Linked DNA regions of Ovis aries: region 1 is linked to region 2. A link is a contact called in public Hi-C data. All regions are on one chromosome and are shown on one strand. The core of a region is the stretch at or near the end of the contact, and the rest is flanking DNA. Distances in the headings are between cores, read along the strand shown.

Region 1 (6,898 bases), core at 3,869-6,368, 89 kb after region 2:
AACCCCTGTGACTTTCCTTGTTTTTGATGACCTGTATGGTCTTGAGGAGTGCAGGTCGGATGTTTCATAGAATGCCCCTCAACTGGGATTTATCTTGTCTGATGTTTTTCTCCTGATCACACTGGGGCTTGTGTTTTGGGGAGGAAGACCACAGAGGTGAGTGCCCTTTCTCATCAGATATCAAATGGCTGTATTATCGATGTAGCTTATCCTGTTGATCTTAACTGTCATCACCTGGCTCAGGTAGAGCCTGTCAGGTTTCTCCACTACAGTCTTTCTGCGCCACCCCCACCGCCGCTTCCAAGCTGTATTCTTTGGAAGAAAGTCCCCGTATGCAGTTATACATTTGGGGGTGGGTAGTTATCCTCCAACTCATTCAGAGTACTTATTGGTTAATTCTTAGACTCTCCCTGCAAGGTATATTTGTTCATTGTCTCCCATTTATGTATTTCTTTATACCTGAATGGACCCATATTTATTTATTTTATACTTTGTGTTATGATCTGCTGCTGCTGCCGCCAAGTTGCTTCAGTCGTGTCCAACTCTGTGTGACCCCATAAACGGCAGCCCACCAGGCTCCCCCGTCCCTGGGATTCTCCAGGCAAGAGCAGTGGAGTGGGTTGCCATTTCCTTCTCCAATGCATGAAAGTGAAAAGCGAAAGTGAAGTCGCTCTGTTGTGTCTGACTGAGCAACCCCATGGACTGCACCCTACCAGGCTCTTCCGTCCATGGGATTTTCCAGGCAAGAGTACTGGAGTGGGGTGCCACTGCCTTCTCCTATGCTTCCAAATCACCTAAAGGGCTTGTTTAAAATGCAGATTTCTGAATCCCACTGAAGACCTACAGTGAGAACTTTTAGAGGTATGCCTGGGCATTTGATTACTCCCTCTTTTGTAACTACTGGTGTATCTAGTTTGTGTTACAGCACTGGATAAGATGTATTTACCTGCTTATCTCTCCTATTGAGACTGTGAACTCCTTCAGGGTAGGTATTCTTATTCCAAGCCCGAGATTAGGCACATTTAATTGTTGTATAGTTTTCAAAGGGTGGTCCATGGAGGCTGGCAGTCTTAGAGATCCCTTTAAGAGTCACAGGATGAAAACTGTTTTCCTAATAGTACCAGGACACGATTTGCCTTTTTTGCTGTGTTGCTGCCATTTGCTCTGTTGATGGAAAATCAGTGGTGGGTAAAATTCCTGGTGCCTTTCCAGGAATTAAGGCAGTGGAAACAAATTGTGCCATTGGTCATTGTATTGTCCACTGTCATGCATCTGTTAAAAAAAAAAGCCAGTTTCACTTAAAAATATACTTCATGCTGCTGCTGCTGCTAAGTCGCTTCAGTCGTGTCCGACTCTGTGCGACCCCAAAGACGGCAGCCCACCAGCAGCCTGGTGGCTCCCCCGTCCCTGGGATTCTCCAGGGAAGAACACTGGAGTGGGTTGCCATTTCCTTCTCCAGTGCATGAAAGTGAAAAGTGAAAGTGAAGTTGCTCAGTCGTGTCTGACTCTTTGCGACCCCATGGGCTGCAGCCTACCAGGCTCCTCCATCCATGGGATTTTCCAGGCAAGAGTACTGGAGTGGGGTGCGATCGCCTTCTCCATACTTCATGAAGAGTAAGTTATTAATTTTATTAACTCTTAACCCTTGAATTCACACCTTTTTGACATTCTATATGACAAAATGGTTAGGATGCAAGAAACAGTTCTGCAGGCTGAACTATGCTGGTGAGAAAGGATTTCCAGACCCAATTTCAACTGTGTATGTTGAGACCTTCCCACACCAACAAGCAATTCTTGAACCCCTAGCAGGGTGTCCAAGAATTCAAGTCACTTCTGAAGCTGTCTACCGGGTACAGAATCAGATTCCACATGTGAAGGGTTCAGCCCCACAGGACCATCCTCCACTCCAGGTGCCAGTCACACATCTAGGTCATTACCTGTGCTTCTGACCAACTGGCTGGAAATCAGAGGTTCCCATGACTTGTTCCTCAGCGTCAATGAATTTGCCAGGACAGCTCACAAATCCCAGGAAAATCCAGTTTATACATAGGGTATGAGAGATAGGGCATGGCCTGGTGGAAGGGGGCAGGGGCTTCCATGCCCTCTCAGGTGCATGGGTCCCCCTAATCTCCACAGGTGTTCTCCAACCTGGAAACTCTTTGAACCCTGGCCTCTGGATTTTTAGTGAGGCTTCATTGCAAAGGCATGACTAAGTCATTGGCAACTAATTCAACTTTCAACCCCTCTGCCCTCCACCAGAGGTTGGGCGTTGGGACTGAAAGTTCCCACCCTCCAATCACATGGTTGATTCTCCAGAGAAGCAGCTCCCCCTCTTTCTGTCTCAGAGTCACTTTCCCTGAGGTATTTTTAGGACCTGAGGACGAGAGTTCAAATATTATCCCACTGCTTTTATAGCTCAGGAAAGTCCAAAGGTTTGGAGAGCTGTGAGCTAGGAATTGTGAATTGAATATATACATTCATCTGAATGGGGCTTCCCTGATAGGTCAGTTGGTAAAGAATCCGCCTGTGATGCAGGAGACCCCAGTTGGGAAGATCCCCTGGAGAAGGGATAGGCTACCCACTCCAGTATTGGGCTTCCCTTTTGGCTCAGCTGGTCAAGAATCCACCTGCAATGGGAGACCTGGGTTTGATCCCTGGGTTGGGAAGATCCCCTGGAGAAGGGAAAGACTGCTCACTCCAGTATTCTGGCCTGGAGAATTCCATGGACTATCACAAAGAGTCAGACACAACTGCGCGACTTTTCACTTTCACACATCTGAATGACCAATATATGTTTTTCCTGTAAGTCACAATACTGCAGCTGGTCTTGTGAGGAAAAAGCACATGAAACTAACATATTGGACTTGATAACTAGCTGCTTTTTATCATGGAACATCATTTTTATTTGAAAGTACAAATAACACACAAACTGTGGCTATGCAGATTTAGGTATTTGGCAGAACTTTACACAACTGACAGTATTTGTTGCTACTGATGAAATCAGACCTTTAAAGAAAAAGGAATTTTGGAAAACATCTTCTTTGAGCTTGACGCTTCCTAATACTTAAAATGCTTTTCTAATTAGATTGGTGGTAGTTAAAAATTGTTAACATTTGAAAGACTGCATAGCTCAGTGAACTGTTTTCCAAATCAATGCATGATGTCATCAATCATGCAAGAGTAAAAGATCCATTTAAAGTACAGAATAAACCAATGGGTTTTAATGTATCAGAGAACAAAAATTCACTAATAGTTTTCAGATCCCACACTGCAACAAACTTTTTTTTAATATTTATTTTTACTCTACTTTACTTTACAATACCGTATTGGTTTTGCCATACATTGACATGAATCCGCCACGGGTGTACATGAGTTCCCAATCCTGAACCCCCCTCCCACCTCCCACCCCATATCATCTCTCTGGATTATCCCCGTGGCAACTAACTTTTAAGGAGCTACCATTTGTTGAATTTTAGTGTAGTATTAGAATATCCCACAATTTATCTCAAAAGGCTATTAGACTTCTCCATCTACACAGTTCAGTGAGCCTGCATTTTCTTCATATATTGTAGTTCAGCCAAAACTAAAGTTGTATTAATAACAGGTTGAATGCAGAGGCAAATACAAGAATCCAATGGGTTTCTATTAAGCCAGACATTAAAGAAATTTACAAAAATGAAAGCAATATTCTTTTCTCTGATAAAAAATCTGGAAAATATTTTCCCACAAAAATATTTACATAAAATGGATTCTTATTTTCAAATAAATTAAGTGTTTAAATTTCTGTCGTAACATGTAGTACACTGAATCATGATAGACCCTGTCTAGGGTTCTCAACAGTTACAGTATAGAGGGTACTGAGAGCCTCCCCCCACAGCTGAGAACACCTGGTAGGCTGCATCAGGGATTTGGAGAAAGAGGATCTTGGAACTCAAGTTCCAATTCTATCACTTACCTGTGATTTTAGGTTAAGTTACTTAGGTGCAGGCTCAGATGACACAGCATGTGTTTTTAGTACTGGCTCCATCACTTGCTGGTAGCATGTTAACCACCTCTGCAAATAGGGATAACCTACAACACCCTGTTGCTGTGAGAATTAAATGGGATTATACTTGTAAAATGCTTACAACTGTACCTAGAACATGGTTAAGAGCTCAGTAAAAGCTAGCTACTGTTATTAGTTACATTAGTCATCTAACAGCATCCTAGTAACTGGCTTTCTTCATCCTCTGCAGAGAACTGAAGCTATTCAGGTGTTATAAATTTGAGAAGGTATAAGTAAACTTGTGGATAATTGTGTGTGGCTTAAACCGTAAGAGAATATGTTACAAAAATTTGTTTTAGTTTCCCTTTTCTCCCTTTTGAAGAAATAAGACTGACAAACATCCCCCAAACCCTTGCCCTATAATTTAGTTAGGAAACAGAAAAGTATTGTAGCCCAAAGGAACTGAGGTCTTGCAGAAAACTAAATCCTCAGGAGATCTGGGCAGCTCTACTACTTAGGAAATTCATTTAAACTCTTGACCTCAGTCATGTCATCTTGTTTAGACAAAAATATCACCTCCAACCTCCCTTGCGGCTTCTGAATCCTGCCAAGCTCACCTCAACATCTTTTAAACATACCTTTTTGGCAGCCTCGAAATCCTAATAAACGCCAGGGAGAAGGGCAAAGCCCCAGAGATCTTCCCCTTGCAAATGCCAATGGTATGTGTTCTCAGCACCCAGAAGCGAAGGTCTGGGTAGCCGCAGCTGCTGCCAGCTCCCTGCCCAACTTTTCAGCAGTGGGTGGCATGCCAGCGTCCTCGCACCATCCTGGCCATTAGCAGGTCAGCCGGGGTACCACGGGGGCCAGGACGTCTGTCCTCCTCTCTATAAAGTGAAGAGGCTGGGCTTGTTTATCCTTGCTCGAAGAACCTTGCTTTCACCGAGACTTGGCTTTCCACCCGTAACGCCTCAGGCCGCGTTCCTTCCTTCCAAAGACTTCCCTTGCCTAATGCGGAGAACCCGCAGGCGGCTTCGGAGCGGAGGTCACGCCGCACGCAACACCCACTGGTCCCGCGCGCCGACTTCCAGCGGGTTCCGAGGATAACATCTCGCGCGAGTCCATCCACCTCTCGCGACACTTTCCGCCAGCGCCCCTGCGGGTCTCCGAGCCCCGGCCGTAGCTCCAAGGCGCGCTCCCCGTCACCTCAGCTGTCTGCTGTCGGCAGCCCGGCCGGCTGGCAACTCTTCCGCTGGGAGCGCGGTGGAGAACGGTGTTGGCGCGAATCCCGCGGGCCCGCAAGCTCCGCCCCGCCCCGCCCCTGCTCGCGGGGCAGGCTTCCGCGGGGACATGTCGTGCCCCTCTGAGCGAGGGCAGCAGAGCGCTAGAGGCTGTGAGGCAGCCAGGTGAGTCCGCGGCGGCCGGGCCCCGGGCCCCCGACCCGAGGAGCGGCTGGGAGGCCCTGCGGGATGGAGATGCCAGGGGCGGAGGAGGGCGCGATGCCTGGAGGCAGGGAAGGGGGGCCCCGGGAGGACCAGACCCTGTGGGGCGAGGGGTGGCCTCGGTCCCTGGGATGCGGCCTGGCCCGCTTGGTATCGACGGCTCCCGGAGGCGCCGGGAAGTCACCCGGTTCCACCCGCGCCCCGCTGCTCTCTGCGGGGCCGGAGGCGGGACGGGGAGAGGCGTCCGCGAGCCCTGAGGTCTCAAACCTGGGTCGCAGGAGGCTCGGGGTCCTGGGGAGAGGGGACACGCGAGGTGGTGGAGGTAAATTCGTGCTGGGGGGAAAAAAAGATAAAAAGTGGCGGAAGCCGGGGAGCGGCGGCTCAGAGGGAGGCCGGGTGTTCCCGGTCCAGCTGCACTGAGTGCCGAGATGGTCTCGCCCGCTCCCCTCGCTGGAGCCTGGGTTTCCCTTTTGTGGTCTGTGCAGCGTTGGTTAGTCTTTGCCGAGCGGTGAAGGGGAAACACACAGGTCAGTCTTCCTTAGGGGAAGGAGGTCACTTGCTACCTTTTTCCTCTTTAGACCTGGACCGTGCGAGTGGGTGCGCGCGTGCGCGCAGTGGCCCCAAGCGAGGGTTCGCGTTTTCAGAAATTTGTACCATCGCCCGTGCTTCAGCACCTTGCAAGGATTGATAAGAAGTGACTGTTATCTTAAGTGAATAGTTTTATTTTCAGTATTGTAATTCCCGTAGCCTGAAGCCAAAAAGCAGGTGTTACTAAAAACAGTTGGAGTAAATGTTTTTGGCTTTGACACTAGATTTATATTGGAAATTGGGGTAAAGTGGTTTGGGTTTTTTTTGCAATCAAGGTTTTGACCATGCGTTTCTCATGATTCCAGGTTTGCTTAATTAAAATCATAGTTTTCTGGGAGGATTGGGAGATCAGTGCAAAGCCCATTGGTCTAACTATGAGAAGCATTTTGTTTAAAGCCTCCTTCCCTCCCTTAAAAAAACCAGAAACCAACCAAACAAAGCTATTAATTTATTTTATTTATATTTTAAATTGTATGGCCGCCTTAGTTGTTTTTTTTCTTCAGAAATTCCTCTTAAAAATAACCCTGTTTTTTTTTTGTGTGTGTGTGTCTGTGTGTATGAACAATTACACTGTTAATAGAAGGAAATTTTTTTTCTGAAAGTTTTCTTTTGTCTTTTAGAGAACGAAATGTCATCAGTGGAGTCACAGCAGGAACAGTCGTCCCAGTCAGACCCATCTCCATCACCAAATTCATGTAGTTCCTTTGAGCTCGTAGACATGGATGCTGGCAGTTTGTATGAACCAGTTTCTCCTCATTGGTTTTATTGTAAGATAATAGATTCTAAGGAGACATGGATTCCTTTCAACTCACAGGATTCACAGCAGCTGGAAGAGGCATATAGCTCTGGTAGGGTAAAAATGATGACTTGTAACAAGCGAGGACTT
Region 2 (6,338 bases), core at 3,099-5,598:
TTGATAAATACTGGGAATGCATGACGACCAGACAAAGACCTGGGAAAATGACCTGGCCAAATAACATTGTGAAAACTATGGTAAGTCAACTAAAATTGACTAGACTCAATGTTTAGAAAACCAGTGTTCCTTGTAAGAATTTATACAAGAAATTATATATATGTATATAAGTAAATGGGTTTTGTTGGGTTTTTTTTTTTGATTGTGGTCTCACTGAAGTAATGTGATGACTAAGAAAATGAGAACAACAGTATTAAATCTTAGTAATTATAAATTTTAATAGTTTTCACACAAAATCAGTAAGTTGCACATAGACTTAAGTGAAGATATGGTAGTTTTATGTACGCTGCTGAATCTTTTGTCCGTTGTACTTTGGCAAGTATAGTGTTATGCCTAAATTGGAGACAATTGTTTTCTTTGATTAAAAAAAACAAACTCTGTTCTGAACATTATTGTCGTTAGACTTAGAGCACCTGGGGAGACATCAGCACAAGCTGTTACCACTGTGTATCTCTGTGAGGTGTGGGGATGAGTGAGGGTTGTGAAGGATGGTGGCTCTTATTTTGCCAACTTTCTCTACTGTTTGTATTTTTTGGTGGTCATGCATTAGTTTTCTAATCAAAGAAAAACAGTACTGGTGTGTGTGTGTGTTTTTTTTTTTTTTTTTTTTTTTCAGGGGGCAGGCTGTTTGTGTTGAGATTTGGAGATTACACCTACGATTTGGGAGTTAGGGGTTAAGCATCCATTCAGTTTAAGTATAAAATTTCCAGTAACACTAAAATACCATTTCCTTTTAGAGTAAAGAAAGAGATGTGTTCTTAGTAAAGGAACACCCTGATCCAGGGAGTAAGGACCCAGAAGAAGATTACCCCAAGTTTGGCCTTCTGGATCAGGTACGTTAATTGGCTTCACAGGCCCCCGTTTGATTTTTAAGCCACGGGGACAGAGAGAATCAGGCTGTGTTTACATTTGTGTATTTACCACTTACAAATGCCCATGACCCGGTGGGCTCCAAATAAATGGTTCTTATTCCATGTGAAAGAAAGAGCACTCACCTTAAACTGGGAGACCAGTGTGTTAGTTGCAGCTCTTCCTTAAAATGTTATGACTTGACACATACCATTTTTATCTTTTTAAACTTCCGTTTCCTCTCTTGTAACGCAAATACGCCATTCCAAGTCATTTCTGATTTTCTTTCCACCTCAGATTTCAGAGATTCAGATATCTGTCTTTTCTTGTAAAATGTGGAGCTCTGGCCACATTGGGCCTGGATTCCCATAGGGAGGTCTGCCCTTGGTCTTCTACCACCCCTCCCTATTCCCCCTCCACCACCCCCAGCCTGGCTCAGCCTGATTCTGAAAGCACTTCCATCCTCATCCTTGGCTGCCTCACACATGTGACTTGCTGATCCCTGAAGCATCTAAGTTTGGGACCTCTGCAGGCTTCAGAGTCTAGGTTGCCATTCTGTTAGAATTTCTTCTGTTTTTTCTCCCTTTTTTTTTTTTAGCATTGCCAGGCTGGTTTGATTAGGTAGCCACCCTCTATAATTGAATATTTTCCCTCTAGGATCTTAGTAACATCGGTCCTGCTTATGACAACCAAAAGCAGAGTAGTGCCGTGTCTACCAGTGGGAATCTAAATGGTAAGTGTTTAAATATCTCATGGGTGAAATGTCTGTACGATGTTCAATCCACATGTGCCTAGAATTGGGCAGCCTCTGGACTGATTCTTGACTAGGTATTTACTAAGATGCTTTAAAGTCCAAATCTCAATTTTTAGGGGCTAACTATGGATTTGAACAATGATAGTAGAGGAGAAATTTTTGTTATGTTACACCACAGTTTGGTCTTAAGTGAAACATTTAACATAAAACGAGGTACAATTTTAAGGTCAGATTTACTGAGTTTATATTCGACTCCCCATCTGTATCTTCATAACTAACACTTAATTTAGGTTCACGTGCTTTGCACTCAAATTTTCCTGAATTCTACTGTTTTTTAACTTCCTACCCATCTTCTAATTTTTCTTGCCCTAAATCTTCAGCTTATGCACATGACACCGTTTGTGTTGACCACCCACTGTAGCATGTTTTTCTGTCTAATCCGTCTAAGAGCAGAACAGCCCTTTGCTACTAATGGCAACAAATTGAAAGCAGATATAATGGGGAGGTAGCCAGCTCTTCATCTGACATATGGTGTTGCTACCTTCTCTTCTGGAGTGATAGGGTCTTAAATATGTAACCATTTCCACTGTTACTAATATAACTAAGTGTGCTGTTCATCTCTTTACATTATTTTTCTCCTTTCTGTTAAAATTTGACGAATACACGGTGCCACTTCTGTTCTTACAGGTGGAGCCTCTTTTGGAGGTGAATTCCTCCTCTGTCTTCTTTCAGCCTCTCAGACTTAAGTATTTTGTGGTTTGGCAAATGCTTTTTGCTGAGTTGTGATAGAAGCTGAAACTGAGTTAAGATTGTAAAGCCTTGTGGAGTTGGTGGCAGTAGCACTTGATATGAAACAGTAGTTCTGGTTTAATGTTAGTAATTGGAAGCTTGTACGTTGTCATATTCTGCCTGACATGGCCAGCAGTCCTCTTTAGTGTTGCTTGATTTTTTCAACGTGGATCTAAAACTTGTCTCAAAATAATTGAAATGCAGTGCCAATAAAACCTTAACAGTTTTTTTGAATAAGGTAACAAACTATAGAGATGTTGATATTTTCACAGTTCAACATTAAGCCTTTTATGAGGACAGGACGACACCAGGTATGTTCATAAAAGGAAGTTCAGCATAAATCTGGTCCTGTCTGTGCAGAATATGACCTGCCTTCAACGTCTTGATCCTCTTTTTATTGCAGCAGAACTGCTGATAATTTCTAAGCTTGCCCCAAATTAAGATACAGTACTTCATGCAGTTGTTACATAAAGGTGTTTTCCTACAGTTCAGGGATGTTTCCTGGAAGTTGGACAAATAAACTAATTGAGAGGAATGACAACTGGACAAAAATTTCAAAGCACCTATTTCAGAAGTGCCCAAGGTAGTATTCCTTGTGGCTTTTAGTATATAGCTCGTTTCTTTTTTTATTTACAAATTCTCTATCTGTATTTTCTCTTAATTCCACAAGCCAGATTCGTCAAACCTAAATTTGATGAGTTGGCACAGTTTTAATAATTGTAAAGATTGCTGACCAAATTTAAAGCTGCCTTTCCTGCTTGTGTCATGAACAACCACACCAGATGCCTAGAAGCACTGAAGAGAAACACCTTTTTAGTATTTCTGTTTTTTGTTTCCACGTTTGATGTACTTCTGTTTTGCTGGAAGTTCAAGTTCAGCGCTTTAGCAGATCCTGTGCCTCTCTCATGTTTATGGACTATGCTGTGTGTAGTTCATGCAAGCGAGCATCCCTTCAGTGAGGATGTTCTCCTTATGGATGTTTGTATTGATTTGAGTGGGAAAAAACTACCCACGCAGTTACTTCTAGCTGTGGGTGTCTGCCGTCTGAGTGAGTGAAAATGCATTTGTGTCTCATCCTTGGAAAGTGTTCCCGGAGCTGCAGTTCATTTAGGAAGCGAGGGGCACAGCTGTAACCCAGGAGTCATTACTGCTGGGTTCACTGGAGCTGCTGCCAGAACGCAGCGTTCTGGGCTGGGAGCCACCCAGCAGACTCAGGCGAACCAGGGTGAAGTCCCATATGTTTCCGGGCAGAAAATCCTGTGGTGTCACACAAATGCACGCTGGGAGTGTTCGTCCCTGGGGAGCTGTCCCCTGTCACAGCTCACTGAAGGTGATCTGCCTTCTCTTCAAAGGCGGCATTGCAGCAGGAAGCAGTGGGAAAGGCAGAGGAGCCAAGCGCAAACAGCAGGACGGCAGCACCGCGGGGACCACCAAGAAGGCCCGGAGGTGAACACCCCCTGCCTGCCCCTTACCACGTCAGAGGGCTGCAGAGCCCCTCAGTGAGGCAAGAGATCAGCTGTCTGCAGGCACAAGCCTGCCCCTTGTTCTCAAATCTTAAACAGTTTGAGGGGTCAAATAGCCCCAGACTAGGCGCCCTGTTTGCGGAACTTGTTTCTAAACGAAACAACCCCAGGGAAGCACCCTGTGATGATTGACCTGGGTGTGAAGTTCCGCTAAGGCATCTTGAGAAAGGATAGATGGACCAAAGGCAGTGAAAGAAACCAATATTGAATGTCAGCTCTTTTACAGTAAACTTTCTGCCTGTCCCCTGATAGCTCTTCCCTTCACTTTGTTCAGTACTGGGGTGACAAAATCCAGGTCATTTCTTATTCAGACTGGAAACAGGTAGTGGGTGTTCATATCTCTGAGTTTCTGTTCATTAGTCATAGTAATAAACATGCTGAAGGAAACCGCCCTTGTTCCTCTGCACCCTGTCTCCCCTGGCTTAGTTGCATACCAAGATAAAGTAGTTTTCATTTCCCCATCTTGCCTGCAGAGGGCAGAATGATCTATTTGAATAAGGAAAAACATTTGAAGTTGCCGGTGTTCCAGTTGAAACCGAATACAGCAGAGGCCTGTCTAACAGAATTGAAGGCACGTGAGCTAGAGGAGGGGGTTGTAGTTTCTTGATTTTATTTTTTCCTTTCTGCAGTGACCCTTTGTTTTCTGCTCAGCGTCTTCCCCCTCATGGCTACCCCTTGGAACACCCGTTTAACAAAGATGGCTATCGCTATATTCTAGCTGAGCCCGATCCCCATGCCCCTGACCCTGAGAAGCTCGAACTCGACTGCTGGGCAGGAAAACCGATTCCGGGAGACCTCTACAGAGCCTGCTTATATGAACGGGTTTTGTTAGCCCTCCATGATCGAGGTGGGTAAGCTGTTAATGTTCGTGCTGGGCCCTGTGTTGCTCAGAACTACTATCGTCAGCTCTGTCCTGTCTAGAATTAGACAGACATGCCAATCTAATCCTCACCCCATCTCTAACTAGACTCAGCCAGAATGCAAGAAGTCATTTCCTTCTTTGTCTGTCCTTATAAGCTCTAGCCATTTATATACAGAATACTTTTTTTTAAATTTTCTATTTCGAACTAAATTTAACTTACAGTAAAGTTGCAAAAATAATAGAATTTCCATATTGAAAGTGAAAGTGTTAGTCGCTCAGTCATGTCCAACTTTTTGTGACCCCATGGACCATATAGCCTGCCAGGCTCCTCTGTCAATGGAATTTTCCAGTTAGGAATACTGGAGCAGGTTGCCGTTTCCTTCTCCAGGGGATCTCCCTGACCCAGGGATTGAACCTGCTTCTCCCGTGTTGCAGACAGATTCTTTACTATCTGAACCACCAGGCTGCAGGACACAAAGTACTAGAACTTTCATATATCTGTCATCAAAGTTCTCCTAATGGTGAGATCTCACACAGCCACAGTACAGTTATCAAAACCAGGAGATGGGACTTCCTTGGAGGTCCAGTGGTTACGAATCTGAGTTTCCACTGCAGGGGGTGAAGCTTCCATCCTTGGCTGCTCAGCGCAGCCAGAAAAACAACAAACCCAGGAGATTAACATTAGTAAATACTATGAATGAAGCTAAAGACTTTATAAATTTCACCAGTGTTCCGCTAATGCCTCTTTCTAGGATCTACATTGCATTTAATTATTTCTTCATAGTCCCTTGCAGTGTTAACCAACTGCTTTTTGAGTGTGCCTCACTGAGGGTCTGTCTGACTCTCTTTTCGTGATTAGACTGCGGTTGTACACTCGTGTAAGAACAGTGCACACACAGATCCTTCCCACTACATCATCTCTGTAGGCTCGTGAGGTCAGTGTGTCTTGTTATCGGTTGCGTGGACACAGTCATTTGGTTAAGGTGGTTTCTGCTGGCTCTCTCTACTCTCTTTCCCTTGGTAGTTAATCGATATCTTAGGGAAAGATCCTTCGAGGTTATACAAATATCCTGTTTCTCTAAAGTTTTGCCCACTAATTTTAGCATCCATTTGTGGATCTTGTTGTTAATGCGGTGTTTGCCTAATTGTTTGCTATTTCTTCCTTTCTCTATTTAATTATTTAATTGGTTATTTGTATCAGTGTGGACTTAACACATATTTATTTATTTTGTAGGCTATATTTTATTTTGTCATTCAAATTATTCCAGCTTTGGTCATTAGAAGCTTCTTTAGGTTGGTTCCTGTGGGGGTTTTGTGTTTTTTTTGGAAGTGTAATTGACTTAGAATATTAGTTTCAGGTTTATAACATAGTGTTCCAGTATTCTTATAGATGATGCGCACAGTTATTACAAAGCAATGGCCATGTTGCCTGATGCTGTGCAGTATATTCTCATAGCCTGTTGGGTTACACATGGTGGTTTGTGCCCCTTGGTCCTCTGCC

The links. Hi-C and Micro-C count contacts between places; a contact is called where the count stands out from the background.
Region 1: a contact with region 2 is called in a Hi-C map of mixed tissues, with 3 times the contacts expected there. The contact joins the promoter of DDHD2 here to the enhancer-like site in region 2. A contact is called at or near these places in 6 of 16 Hi-C or Micro-C datasets (blood, hypothalamus, liver and 3 more).

The regions. Positions count from the first base shown.
Region 1 is chr26:32,476,370-32,483,267 of ARS-UI_Ramb_v3.0, forward strand. DDHD2 (DDHD domain containing 2) reads left to right here and starts at 5,119. Exons shown (of 17, transcript XM_042241421.2): 1 at 5,119-5,388; 2 at 6,633-6,860. The coding sequence starts at 6,641.
Region 2 is chr26:32,387,888-32,394,225 of ARS-UI_Ramb_v3.0, forward strand. ASH2L (ASH2 like, histone lysine methyltransferase complex subunit) reads left to right here. Exons shown (of 12, transcript XM_060407144.1): 6 at 1-80; 7 at 798-893; 8 at 1,567-1,642. Among named protein-coding and RNA genes, the nearest start is that of ASH2L, 14 kb to the left of the region's middle. Within about 2 kb of position 4,349, at least 3 of the 54 cell types and tissues checked have an H3K27ac peak or open chromatin away from gene starts, as enhancers often do.